Regions from separate parts of the Mus musculus genome. Here all the other regions are linked to region 2. The links are chromatin contacts, called in public promoter capture Hi-C maps. All regions are on one chromosome and are shown on one strand. Each heading gives the region's core, a stretch centred on a gene start, on an enhancer-like site or on the middle of the called end of the contact. The rest is flanking DNA. Distances are from core to core; before and after follow the strand shown. Region 1 holds the start of Fam122b (family with sequence similarity 122, member B). Region 2 holds the start of Mmgt1 (membrane magnesium transporter 1). Region 3 holds the start of Atp11c (ATPase, class VI, type 11C).

Evidence for each region. Promoter capture Hi-C pulls out the DNA fragments that hold promoters and counts their contacts.
Region 1: a promoter capture Hi-C map of cranial neural crest shows a contact between it and region 2. The contact joins the promoter of Fam122b here to the promoter of Mmgt1 in region 2. A contact is called at or near these places in 2 of 39 promoter capture datasets (cranial neural crest and pre-B cells).
Region 3: a contact with region 2 is called in a promoter capture Hi-C map of pre-B cells. The contact joins the promoter of Atp11c here to the promoter of Mmgt1 in region 2. A contact is called at or near these places in 2 of 39 promoter capture datasets (erythroid cells and pre-B cells).

Annotation. Positions count from the first base shown.
Region 1 is chrX:53,267,430-53,271,619 of GRCm38.p6, reverse strand. Fam122b (family with sequence similarity 122, member B) reads left to right here and starts at 1,815. Exons shown (of 9, transcript NM_001166365.2): 1 at 1,815-2,744. The coding sequence starts at 2,647.
Region 2 is chrX:56,596,628-56,600,545 of GRCm38.p6, reverse strand. Mmgt1 (membrane magnesium transporter 1) reads left to right here and starts at 2,602. Exons shown (of 4, transcript NM_146234.4): 1 at 2,602-2,761. The coding sequence starts at 2,683. It overlaps Gm36239 (a long non-coding RNA gene), which reads right to left and starts at 2,354. Exons shown (of 3, transcript XR_386934.2): 1 at 2,244-2,354; 2 at 1,392-1,488; 3 at 890-1,283.
Region 3 is chrX:60,402,016-60,405,793 of GRCm38.p6, reverse strand. It overlaps Atp11c (ATPase, class VI, type 11C), which reads left to right and starts at 1,789. Exons shown (of 30, transcript NM_001037863.2): 1 at 1,789-1,989. The coding sequence starts at 1,963.

The DNA of each region.
Region 1 (4,190 bases), core at 566-3,065, 3.3 Mb after region 2:
AGATGGTCCATCCTTTTGTCTCAGAGTAGCATGCAGTGTTAGAGAGTTCATCTTTCTTTGTTTGTGTTGTTTTATTTAAGAAAGTTTCAGATTTTTTTTCTATGTAACTCAAGCAGACCTGAACTCACAATCCTCCCACCTTAGCCCCTACTACTGAGATGTTTTTAATGCAGCTGGAAAACAGAAGGACATGGTTGTTGTGAGGGGCTTTGTGAATCTTTACTAGTTCAGAGTTTTGCACAACCATGAGTCATTTCTTTGGTTAAATAAACTCCGATAAATTTAATTTGCCTAATGTCTTTAAATTTTAAATTTTCAATCAGCTCAATTAAAGAGTAAACACGATTAAATAACTTTTACCAAGAAAATAATAGAGAATCTATCCAAAACTTCTTTGTACATCTTCGCAATATGGCCAGCAAGATGGATCGTGAGGATAAGGGAGTTTCCTGACAAGCCTGACAACTTGAGTTTAACCCTTGGGACCTACATGGTGAAGTAGATTGGCTTCCTCCAGTTGTTTATTTAGCTTCAGATGTGGGCCATACCATCCATATACACAAAACAAACAAATAAATACACAAATTCACATTTTATAATCAGAAAGCATAAATGTTGAGGTGTAAAATGACAATTGTATAGGTTAACTTTATTATGGAGCAACCAAATTGAAGAGAAAATTATTTTTGCTAGATAGAAAAAAAAAGTAGTGTGTGTGTGTGTGTGTGTGTGTGTGTGTGTGTGCACGCACGCTAAAATAGAACATTGGACCCATTTGAGCTGAAATTCAGTGTGGTTGTGAGCCACCAGACGTGGATGGTTGAAACTGAACTCCTGTTTTTTACAAGAGCAGCAAATGCTCTTAACCACTTATAGGCGCTTAAGCACTGCTTGAGATGGATGCTGAGAACTCAGCTCAGGTCTTCTGGAAGAGCAACAAGAGCTCTCAAACATTCTCTAGCCATCTCTCTAGCCCTGTTTTGCTAATTTTCAAACCAATTTCGTAACTATTATATTTCCCATACTTTGTAATTTTGGGTGATTGAAAAGTATCTAGGAAGAGATATTTGTGTGGTTAAGATGAGATGATTTAATATTTTTTCAGTTGTTATAATACTTCCTTGCATGTAGTAAGTGCCATGAATGTTTTTAAAATTAATTTCAGCTGTCACATGCATCATATTATGATTGCTAGAATCTCCATAAGCCTTGGAAAGAAAACAAATCTTTTATTTTTGTCTAATGGAGCTGAGGAATTTAGTAAAGGGGGGGGGGGGCTGAAGAGATGATGGCTCAGAGGTTAACGGTGCTTGCTGCTGCTACAGGAGACTCGAGTTCTAATCCCAGAACCCATGTTGAGCAGTTCACAACGGCCTTCAACTGCCGCTCCAGGAGATCCAATGACCTCTCTGACCTCCATGGGAATGCACGCATGCACGCACGCGCATATTCCCACACAAAGACTTTCACATAAAAAAATATTTAAAGTGCCTGTGGATCACAAAGGTCAGAATACAAATTTGTAGTGAAATAACGTGAAAATCGCTTTCACTTGAATATTAGTCCAAACTACTAAAAACTGAGGCTTCAGTCTCCAAACTATTGGCTCTTTTCGAAATACGGCGCCAGGGTTCCCGGACCAATGCCACGCAGGAAGATTTTGGGCCCCCCTGGAAACGCCCCGCCCCTTTGAAGGCGGGTTGCGGAGAGAGGCTATTACGCCTGCGCCTTGGCCCCAGGATCATTGGAGCAGCCGTAAGGCGCATGCGCAGTGCCCAATGGGCGACAAGATGCGGAAGAGCTGGCCCCTCGGAGGCTCCCATTTCTGAAGCGTGGGAGGCAAAAGAGGCGGCAGGTTATAGAAATCAATTTGAGCTCCAGAGGGTCCCGCGGGTCATTAGAGCCAATAAGAGATAGAAGCAGCGCCGCGGTGGTGCAGAGGGCCGATCCCTTTTCTGAGTCGTGCAGGCGGGCAGGGACCAGGGAGTGAAAAGCGCCATCCCTGCGCTGAGGGGCCCCGGGGACCGGGGCCCAGAGCATGGCGGACTGGACAGAGACCCTGAGCATGTGGAGGTGGGGCAGCCGAGGCCGCCTGGCCAGCTGTCAAGTCCTCATTGCTAGCGCTGCAAAGGCAGCCTCTGTAAATGTAGCCGAGCCGCGCTTGCGGTCCTAGGCGGGAAAAATGACAGCTTGAGTTCTGCCACTGCCTAGTTTCCTCCCCTTTCTTCTCCTGTGCTTCCACATTCTCCCTCCTCCTCTTTTCCCATCCCTGTGCCCCTTCACCCTGACCTTTTTCCTCCTTTCCCACTTCTATGCTCTTTCATTAGTGCTATGCCCTGCATTTCCATCTATCCTTTATCAACCCCTGTGCCTCTTTTTCTTTCTCCCACCTTTGTCTTTCCTCCATCCCCTTTTTCATCCTGTCACCCTCCCAACACCAGCTCTATATCCTCCTCCGCCCGCCCTCCACATCCTTCCTCATCTGCATCCTCCTCTCCTACTTTTCTCCGCCCTCGCTCCCAAGCCTCCGCCCATTAGCCCCCGCCCCCAGCTGCCAGTCCCCAGCAGCTCAGTCCTGCAGTGAGTCCATAGCAAAGCACCAGGAGCCGAGAGCACTGCCGGCTGTGTTGCCTAGCAAGTATCCGAATGGCTCAGGAGAAAATGGATCTGGATTTTGAGGCTGACACATCTGAGGGGGCCACCCTGAGACGGTCCAACAGTGCTCCCCTGATCCATGTGCTCAGGTGAGCTGGACTGGGGAGGACGGAGTGTGGGGATCAGAGGTTTGTCCCTGGGCAAGAAGTCTTCCTTCCCGAAAGTGCCAGTTCGAGTTCATCTAGACTCCAAACTGAGGGGTTGAGGTCTTATTTTCTTAATAGTGACTTGGTTTCCTAGATGGAGGGAAAGTTTGACCTCACACTCTGGCCATGTCTGAGAAAGGGACCCTCCCTGTACCTGGGGGGGCCTTGCTGTGCAGTTCTAAAAGAGAATGTACGTAGTAGAAACCTGGCTCAGCTGACAGGTTGCTTGCCCTGGCTTATTTCCATCAGGGCAAATCAGGCTGAATCCCCTGAATTAGGCTTGTAACTTGACGCCTGTCTCTAAGAGGTGCTGTTTCTAAGCTGAGTTTAGGAACCCTGGCATTAACAGAGGTTTGCTTTAAGAAATCACAGTTTATCTAATAACTTGGGATTCCATGGTGTGGTCGTATCCTGTTAAGTGATTTGGATTTGTTACAGTGTTTATAGTTTTTGAAGCTGCCTGAAATGCGTTATAATGGAAAAAAAAGGAGAGAGAGAGAAGGTTTCTAGCTTAAGTCAGTCAAACACAGGTTTGAGAAAATAATGGGGAAAATCACTCCTTTAATTTTAGTGACAAGATATTGTGTTTTTGTATGAACAAGACAGCAGGGAGTTTCAGGTGGAAGCTTGTGATGGTGAAGGCTGGTTGGCTCGCCTAAATGAACTATTGTATTCCACTTTTGTAAGTAGACAATTCTTCTGAGGTCAATTTCGAGACCCCACAGAGAGGGCATTAATTCAGGACAGAGCAGAGGATGGGAGTAATATTAGCCCCAAACCTTTCTTCAAGCACAGTTGAAGACTTGATAATGCTTTGCCTCCAATTGAACTGATTATAACATCTGTCTTTGACAGAGAGGCAAGTACATTTTTCCCCTAGATTTAAATACGATTTTGAAGCCGAGGGAATGATGACGTGACTGATGATGTTGTCCATGGTATCATCAAGGGGTTTTGGGGTATTTAAGGGGAAGCTGTGCCCTTTGTCTCTCGTGGATACCCCACCTTCTCTCTCCTTGTCTTGCGAAAGTCTGGTAAACAAGCCATTGCTAAGGCCTTGGGCTGTCCCACTGACCTGCATTTAGACAATTGAGGAAAAAACCCACTGTTTTGTGAACCACAATTTAAGTAATTACTTGAAAGATAGCATGATGTGACAGACAAGAGGAGAAGAGACCAGGCCTGGTCTCAGTTGTCACCAACTAGCTGTGCTAATGAGTGAGTGAGTTAACCTTTTCATGTCTGTTTTCTCTTTAAAATGAGAATAGTGGAAATAGGGATTGTCAGTGGTCTCTTAGAGCCCAGCACAGTTCAGTTTTGAAAATCCTTGAATTCTTATTACAGGCAAAACAGACTGCTAGACACTTAGTGATATTATACAAAGATGAA
Region 2 (3,918 bases), core at 1,353-3,852:
AATAAATGAATCTTTAAGAGTGAGACGCAGAGATGCAAACATATCTTAAGTGAATAGAGAAAGCAAAACTGCTTTTCTAGGACCAAGTCACTTCTCTAAAGCATAGGAAAATGCATTGGTGGCTTATACAAATACCAGACTTCTCAGTAGGTGTATTTCTCCATAATATCTCTGTTTCTGTCTCTGTCTCTGTCTTTCTCTCAGAAGTGGCCCAGAATTCAGACACTCCCAGAAAACTCTTAGCTGCTCACGGTGTTACAAGCTAAGTTCCCCAGCACTGGGTGGGAGGATAAAGCACAAAAATTTCATTTATGATTCTGAGGCCTGCAGAGACTACAGAGTGAGAGTCTGTCGCTTTCTCCCTCTCAAAACCCTCTAACATTTTATTAATCATTTTCTGCTTCAGATAACTTGTTATTAGATCACATGGAAAAGTTGTTATTAGGTCAAGTGGAAAAGTTTTATTTCCATTTAAATATGACCATTATCTAAGCTAAAACAAAATTTTGATGTGATTTTTAATTTTTATTGGTTATTTTATTTATTTACATTTCAAATGTTATCCCCCCTCCCAGTTTCCCCTCCACAAACCCACTATCCCTACAGCCTGCTTCTATGAGGGTGTGCCCCCACCCATCCACCCATTCCTGCCACACCCCCCCCTGTCATTCCCCTACACTGGGGCATTGAGCCTCCACAGGACCTAGGGCCTCTCCTCCCATTGATGCCTGACAAGGCAATCCTCTGCTACATATGCAGCTGGAGCAATGGGTCTCTCCATGTGTACTTTTTGGTTGGTGGTTTAGTCCCTGGGAGTTCTGGGGTGTCTGGTTGGTTGATACTGTTGTTCTTCCTATGGGGTTGCAAACCCCTTCAGTCCTCCCCCTAACTCCTCCTCTTAAGCACCGTCCTGTCAACTAAATAGTGTTGAGTTGGCTTGTTCTGATTCTGAAGTTCATTGTTACTTGTCCTTTTGTAAGGAATATATGCTACTGCAATTGCTATGGATCAAGCACTGTGTGTAGAGGGTCCAGAGAACAGTGATGACTATGACTTAATGTGATGGGATCCAGTTTTTCAGATTTGAAGAAACTTAAGCATACCAAAAGACCACAGGCTTTTAAGAACTAGACTGAATCTCTGTAAAGATCTTTTCAGTGATAAAAACACTCTTTGTTCTTCACCAACAGTTGTTCACCCTTCATCCAACATGTTTGTATGCAATGCCTGCTGTTTGACAATGTTCTAGAGAGGGAGAAAGCTGTCTTCTTGCAGCTCCCATCCTAGAGTGGGAAGAGAGGCAGCAAACAATAGCAACCCAACAAACATAATAAAGAAATAACATCGTTTAGAAGATGATATAAAGTCAGAATAGAATAAGGAGATCATACCTGAGAATGCTTCAACTTTCAAAGGCATGGTAAGGACCAGCAGTACTGACCAGGTACTGGTGAGTCAACTGATTCAGATGACACAGTTCTTTGGAGACTGATGGGAAAGAATGGTAATCAGGCTTCACACTTATTTTGTGATATGACATCAACAAAGCTGTGCCACTCAGCCAGGGGCACTGAAGTAACTTATATAGAGTTGAGGGTGTGAGTTACCTTTGGCCATAAAAATGTCGTGCCCACAGGGTTTACTCACACGCAAATGAATACTCAGCAGTGAGTAGCTAGGAATGCTGATCTGGAGCTAAGGAGTTATGGTATTTGAGGTAAAGTTGTTGATTTGGAATCACTGGAAAAACTAAGCTGGTCTGAAGTGGAAATGAACTAATGAGCTTGCTGAGAGTAGAGCGAAAAGAGATCCAGGAAAAACTCTCCTTCTGAATGCCTACATTTTAGGAGATGAAGATAAAAATGGAGAAAGGTTACAGTTGTGTGCTCATCAGACTGTTTCCAACATCCCTTTATTCTCCCTTCATACATTCTAGCTTTCTTCATGACAAAACAGTCCCGCTGTGCTACACTCTCTTTTGTGTGGATCTTGCTCATAGAAACGTAAAGCAGAAAGGTAAGATGTTGAACCAATGCTCTGAGCGTCCCCAACATGCGAGAGTTCAGGGCTCCATACCCCCCAAGTTACTCTCTACACTTTATTTACTTCCTCACGTTGATGCCCTTGCAACCTGCCTCGGTAACCGTTTCTGAGGCCAGAGGCATAAGAAAGACTTAGTGAAAGGAAAGGACTCTGTTGGGAGGAAAACCAAATCAATTAACCAATTATCAAATACCAAGTACCAGGCTTTCGAGTTCTACGCCCACAGCCATTTAGCAACGCCACCAGCCCCACCTTCTTCTCCTCCCAGGCCTTTCCGTAAGTCCCGCCCCTTCTCCAAATCCGGCGCGTATTTGCGGACGCTCTACCTCGTCTCCCCATTGGTCTCGCTCGGCCTGTTCTTTCACGCCCCCAACTCAGCCCTGCCTCTCTCCGGGAAGCTGCACTGCGCAGTCGCAGAGGAGGCCTCAGGCCCTTTTTCCGTGTCGCTGTCCCCTTCTTCCCGGCATTCCTTTTTCCGCGTTCTCTCGGCGGCTCTCTGGGTCTGGCCACCGCCGGCACTTCGCGCCCAGGGCTCTGGTGACGTCATGTTCCTGCGCCGCGTGGACGCCCGCCGGTGAAAGGAGGAGTACCTCTGCCGCCCTTCGTCTCCTTTTGTTGGGCTGCCGCTCCTTCTGAATCATGGCGCCGTCGCTGTGGAAGGGGCTTGTAGGTGTCGGGCTTTTTGCCCTAGCCCACGCTGCCTTTTCAGCTGCGCAGCGTAAGTAACTGAGGGACTGGGACCGCTCGCGTGGGGGACACCAGGGGCTGTGGGGGCGCTCCCCTAAGGGACTGTTGAACCCAGTGCAGGAGAGCCGTTTTAGGTCGGGGTGACTAAGTAAAGCCGTGCAGGGTCCTCAGCGGAGGGCTTGAGATCAGATGGCTGAGGAACACCTAGATTGCAGGACGGCCAGAAGAGGTTGCTGAGGTTTGAGAAAGAATTCAGACCGGGACTCTGTCCCAGAACTCCAGACACGACATGCCATATGCAGCCTAGGTAGCTAAGACAAAGTGTGGAATTGAGAACTTTGCATGCATGTGGCATCGTGACAGCTAGCTAGACAGCATCCCGGCCACTCTGCTGTCCAGGCAAAGACGGAGAAGTTAAGTGACCGCTTGCCTCAGGGAGGCACTGTGACACGGGGAAAGAGCAGTGGACTGGTTTAAAAGGTTGGTTGTTAACATTTTGCTTAACTGTTAAATCTGTGTGACCTTGGGCAAATGATAACGGTGCTGTATGGTGGGTTTTTATTTTTGTATTTTTTTGTTTTTTGTTTTTGTTTGTTTTCTCAGATCAATAATTGAAGTTGCTTCTGCTTTTAGGTGCTAGAGGTTCCTTGATTCCTTTAAGGGAATTCTTAGACTAGTGGAAAAACTAGTGGGCCAACAAATAATTGCAGTAAGATAATGTGAATGTTCCAAAGGTGTGTGTGTGTGTGTGTGTGTGTGTATGTGTATGTATGTGTGTATGTATGTTCATGGGGAGTAGTAATTTGGTGGGACCCTGGGGAAAGTGCCTTAGAGCTTTGCTGCTCATAGTGTGGTCAGTAGAGCAGCATCGTGGACATCACCTGGGACCTTGTTAGTGTCTACTCAGGCTCCACCTCAGAACTGTTGAATCAGAATATTCGTTTTAATAAATCCCTGGGTGATTTATAGTTTGTGAAGCACTGTCCTGGAGGAGAATAGGATACACTGGAGTACTGGTTATTTTCGAAGTAAGCTTTGGCTCTACTATAGTCACAAAGCAAGTAAGGCCCTTGCTTGAACTCCAACAGCCTCATTTTCCCAGTGAAGAAATGCCTAGCTGAAGATAGTCTTAAATTTCCAGAGTAGACTTCATTCAAACAAGAAAGTTAGCTAGAAGTGTGTCATTAA
Region 3 (3,778 bases), core at 540-3,039, 3.8 Mb before region 2:
GCCTTCCCACATTCCTAGGCCTGGGTTAATCTCCTGCAGCTCTGTTTATAGGTCTCGCCCAGTGAAAATTGCATGGTTTTCAGGAGTTTCCCCGGATCCTTTGTAAAGACATTATCCTCTCCCCTGTTTCCTTTGACATTAGAAATCATTACATTCAAATGTGTAGGTTTTATGTGTTTGTAGTTTGTAACTTCACTTCGGCCTACTAGGGAGGTCTTTTAACACATTGCTGTTTCCAGTTTCTAGGAAACAAACAAACACACAAATAAAAAAAAAACACCCAAGTAAATGCTGAAATCAAACTATCCTTCAAGGGGTAAAATGTGGTAGTGCCCTAGCCGCCTCACAATAAAAGCCCTTCAGGAGTTCACATTAGGTCGAGGGAATAGCTGAGCCCAACCTTTCCAGGTTGTTGAGAGAACTCGCCTCTCCGTAGAGAAGAGCTCCCTTTACCTACTTCTTCAACATGTTTATAGAAGAATTTGAAAGTTCTCAGCTCACAGCCTAGGGCCGGGTCTCAGAAGGTAGTGGAAAAAAAGGGTGGGAGCAGAGAGAACTGTCCAGGTTCAAGGGAATACTTGACCAAGCTTTCATTTTTAAGTTTTAAACTTTTGTAAATGCAAATGTTAAGTTAGCAAGTTGAGGGCGTGCAAGATTTCTTGTGGCGTAAATGTTGAGTTCTGGGAAAGTCTTTCAGCATTCGGGGCTTTATGTAATTTATCCTCATCACATTTCCCACAGCTAAGAATCTACCCAGTGTTTCTGATTTCTGCACGCAGCTGGTAGGGAGAACCTCGGGCAGCTTCCCTCTGCAACCCTGTGAACTGACTGGAGCCGTGCATATGGGGGAGCTCCCAGCCCACAATATCAGTCCAAGCGAACCCTTGGACTACAACTCCCAGGGTGCCCCAGGAGCGTGGAAAAGGGCGGGCGATCAAGGAGAGGGTGGCAGGGAAATCCCGCCCCGCTGCGCAGCACCAACGACACAAAGCCCGACTTTACAACCTCCTAGAGAAAGTGGAAGTAAGCGGGCTTAGGTGGGGTAGTCAGACGACAGGGAACGCAAAGCCCCAAAGCCCCAACCCCAACTGCGAGGTGAAGACGGCTTAGGTGGGACCCAAGAGGGACGCCTGGAGGGGGCGGCTTTTGTAACTACTCCAGCCGCCCGCGCCGCGCCCGCCCGCCCGCGCCAGGGTCCCCTTAGTCCCCGGCTCGTCCCGAGTCGTCCCTCAGAGAGCGGCCACTCCCGGGCAGGAAGCGGGCACGCCTGGAAGCCTCGAGGCGGGCCGCACCGAGGCTCTCCTCAGCCAGAAGTGCTGGGCGGGCGAAAGCGCGGGGCCGAGGAAGGACTGCGAGCGAAGCGGCGCCAACGGACGAGTTAGGGCCGGGGTGAGGGAGACCGTGGCTCCTCACAGACCCCTGGGAGTCCTGCCAGGCGAGGCGCGGGGACGCCCGAGACGGGCGACCGCTGAAGCGGGCGAGTGGGGACTCGGCCGGGGGCTTAGCGGCAGGACGAGCGTGAGGCGCGGGGTGCCGAGGCGGGCGCTGACGGGGAGCCAGGCTGAGCAGCGGCCGGTCCGCCATCCCTCCCCCGCGCGCCGGGCTCGCTGCGAGGCGGGCTGCGGCGGGAGCGCGGGGCGGTGCTGGGGCCAGATAAGGGGAGCGACGGGGCCGCCGCCCCCGAGGCGGGCGGGCCGGGGCTGGGGGCGGGTCGCGGGGAGGGCGGGGCGGGGCGGGGCGGCGAGCGCGCGGGCGGGCGGGCGGTTGGGCGGCCGGGGGCGGGGGCGCGCAGAGGCGAGGAGGGCAGGCGGCAGGAGGGCAGGCGGCAGCGGGCTGGCGACAGGGCAGGCGAGCTAGCTGTCCGCTTTGCGCCGCGGGCCCACGCCGCAGTGTGTTTTGTGGACGGCGCCTTCCCAGACAGCCCAGCGGAGCCCAGCCTGGCACCCCGCAGCCTCGGACGCGATGTTCCGCCGGACCCTCAACCGTTTGGTGAGTACACTGGCCGCGGCTCCACGCGTACCCCGGTGGCCCGCTCGCTGGCCCCCCGCCGCTCCTTCGCAGTCTCTGGGCGAGGGGACGAGCGGGACGCGCCAGCCCCCTCCCCCGCCTCTGCGTTTTAGCGGAAACCCGGCGCCCCGGGTGGCCTGGGTGGGGAGGCAGGTGGGGCTCTCGGGCGTCCCACCCCTGCCCCGGGACATTTCAGCTGAGGTTCCCCGAGGCTCTGAGGAACTCTGCCTCCAGCCTGGGGAATCGCCTCGGAGTGACAGACGCGCGGAACTCGGGGCGGGGGGCTCCCCGGGGCGGGGGGCTCAGTTTCCCAATTAGTGGAAGATGGCGTTGAATTATCGGGGAGGAAGCTTTCTTTTGTTTCCTCTGCCACGAGCACGTGGAGGTAAACCTAGACCTGTCACTGTGGCCCAAAAGAAGAGCTAGGGGGCTGAGAGAAGCGGAGGCTAAACCAGGGCTCAGCCTCGCCCGGGCCATGGCCGATGACCAGAGACTGGGCAAACTTTGAGGACTCAGCCTCCAAGCTCACCTTGAGGGTGACAGAAAGAGCGAGGGCTGTGGGCACGATGGGCTGGGGCCAGCAGCGACGGCGGGAGCCTGTTCCAGCTTTACAGACCCTGGGGCTCAAGCCTCGCAGAGCAGCACCCTCTGCTCCAGGCTTGGAATCCACCCGGCAGCTGAACTCCTCCGACCACCTTCTCCACGCCTCTAAAGCCCCCCAGAAAAGGGAATTGTATTTCTGTGGGGAGTGTGGCACGGGATTGGGAGGGAGCGATTTCTGGCTGCTATTGACTTTTTGGATTAACCTGTTTACTCAGAGGGTATGTTAAGAACTGAGTAAAGTAGAGCAGTTTACTTAAAGGATGTTTGTAGCAACTCCCCTAATTTCCAGAAGAGGTGTCAGGGAATAGGATTTTATTTCTGCCACGGATATTAAAGAAAGCCATCATCCTAAAATTTTTATTTTTTTCCCTGTAGTTAAGGGGGAGAATGCAGAATGCTTCCCCATTCCGTCTTAGGATAGACTTAAGGACTTGACAATTTGGTAACTTTGTGGAGTCATTTCTAATTAAATCATTGCTGACATATTTTTCATAGGTCAGAACAATTTGCTGTCATTTCCCACCCCCCATATCTGAAACTTTCACAAATGTCCCCTGCTTAATCACACTTAAGGCATCCCCTTTTAGGATATCAGTATACTAATACTTTTTAGGTTTTGCCAGATGTCTGTTTCACTCAGAAACATGCAAAGGGAGGTGGAGGTAATTATTACCTGTGGCACTGAGCAGGAAACGGTGTGTACATGCAGGATCTCAAGAGCCATGGGCAGTGGATTGTGTTGGATGCTTTGCTGAAGCAAGTGACTAACATTTGTTCTCACATTTCGCCTGAGACTGTAAAAGAGCATTGTACCTCCTAGTTCTGTTTCACATAGGCTCTCGTGATTTGGAAGTGTTGTTTTGGGGCGATAAAAAGGGAAAGGCGACACGAAAGCTAATTGTAGTGCTCAGCAAAAGGGTAGCCTTTCCACATGACACTCATATGTTAGACACTAGCTGCTCTCTGGGTCATATTAAATTCATAAAGTAAAGATGCTGACATCCCATTTTTGAAGACTTTGGACATTTGGAATTAAACAAACGGTGTTGACCCAAAAGCACTTCCCATTTGGTGTTCTTTTGCTAAGAGTGCTCTGCATTGTATCTGTAAAAAGTAAGCAGTGCTGGCCCACAAAGCTAGGGCATGCAGTAGAATTTGCAGTGGCTGT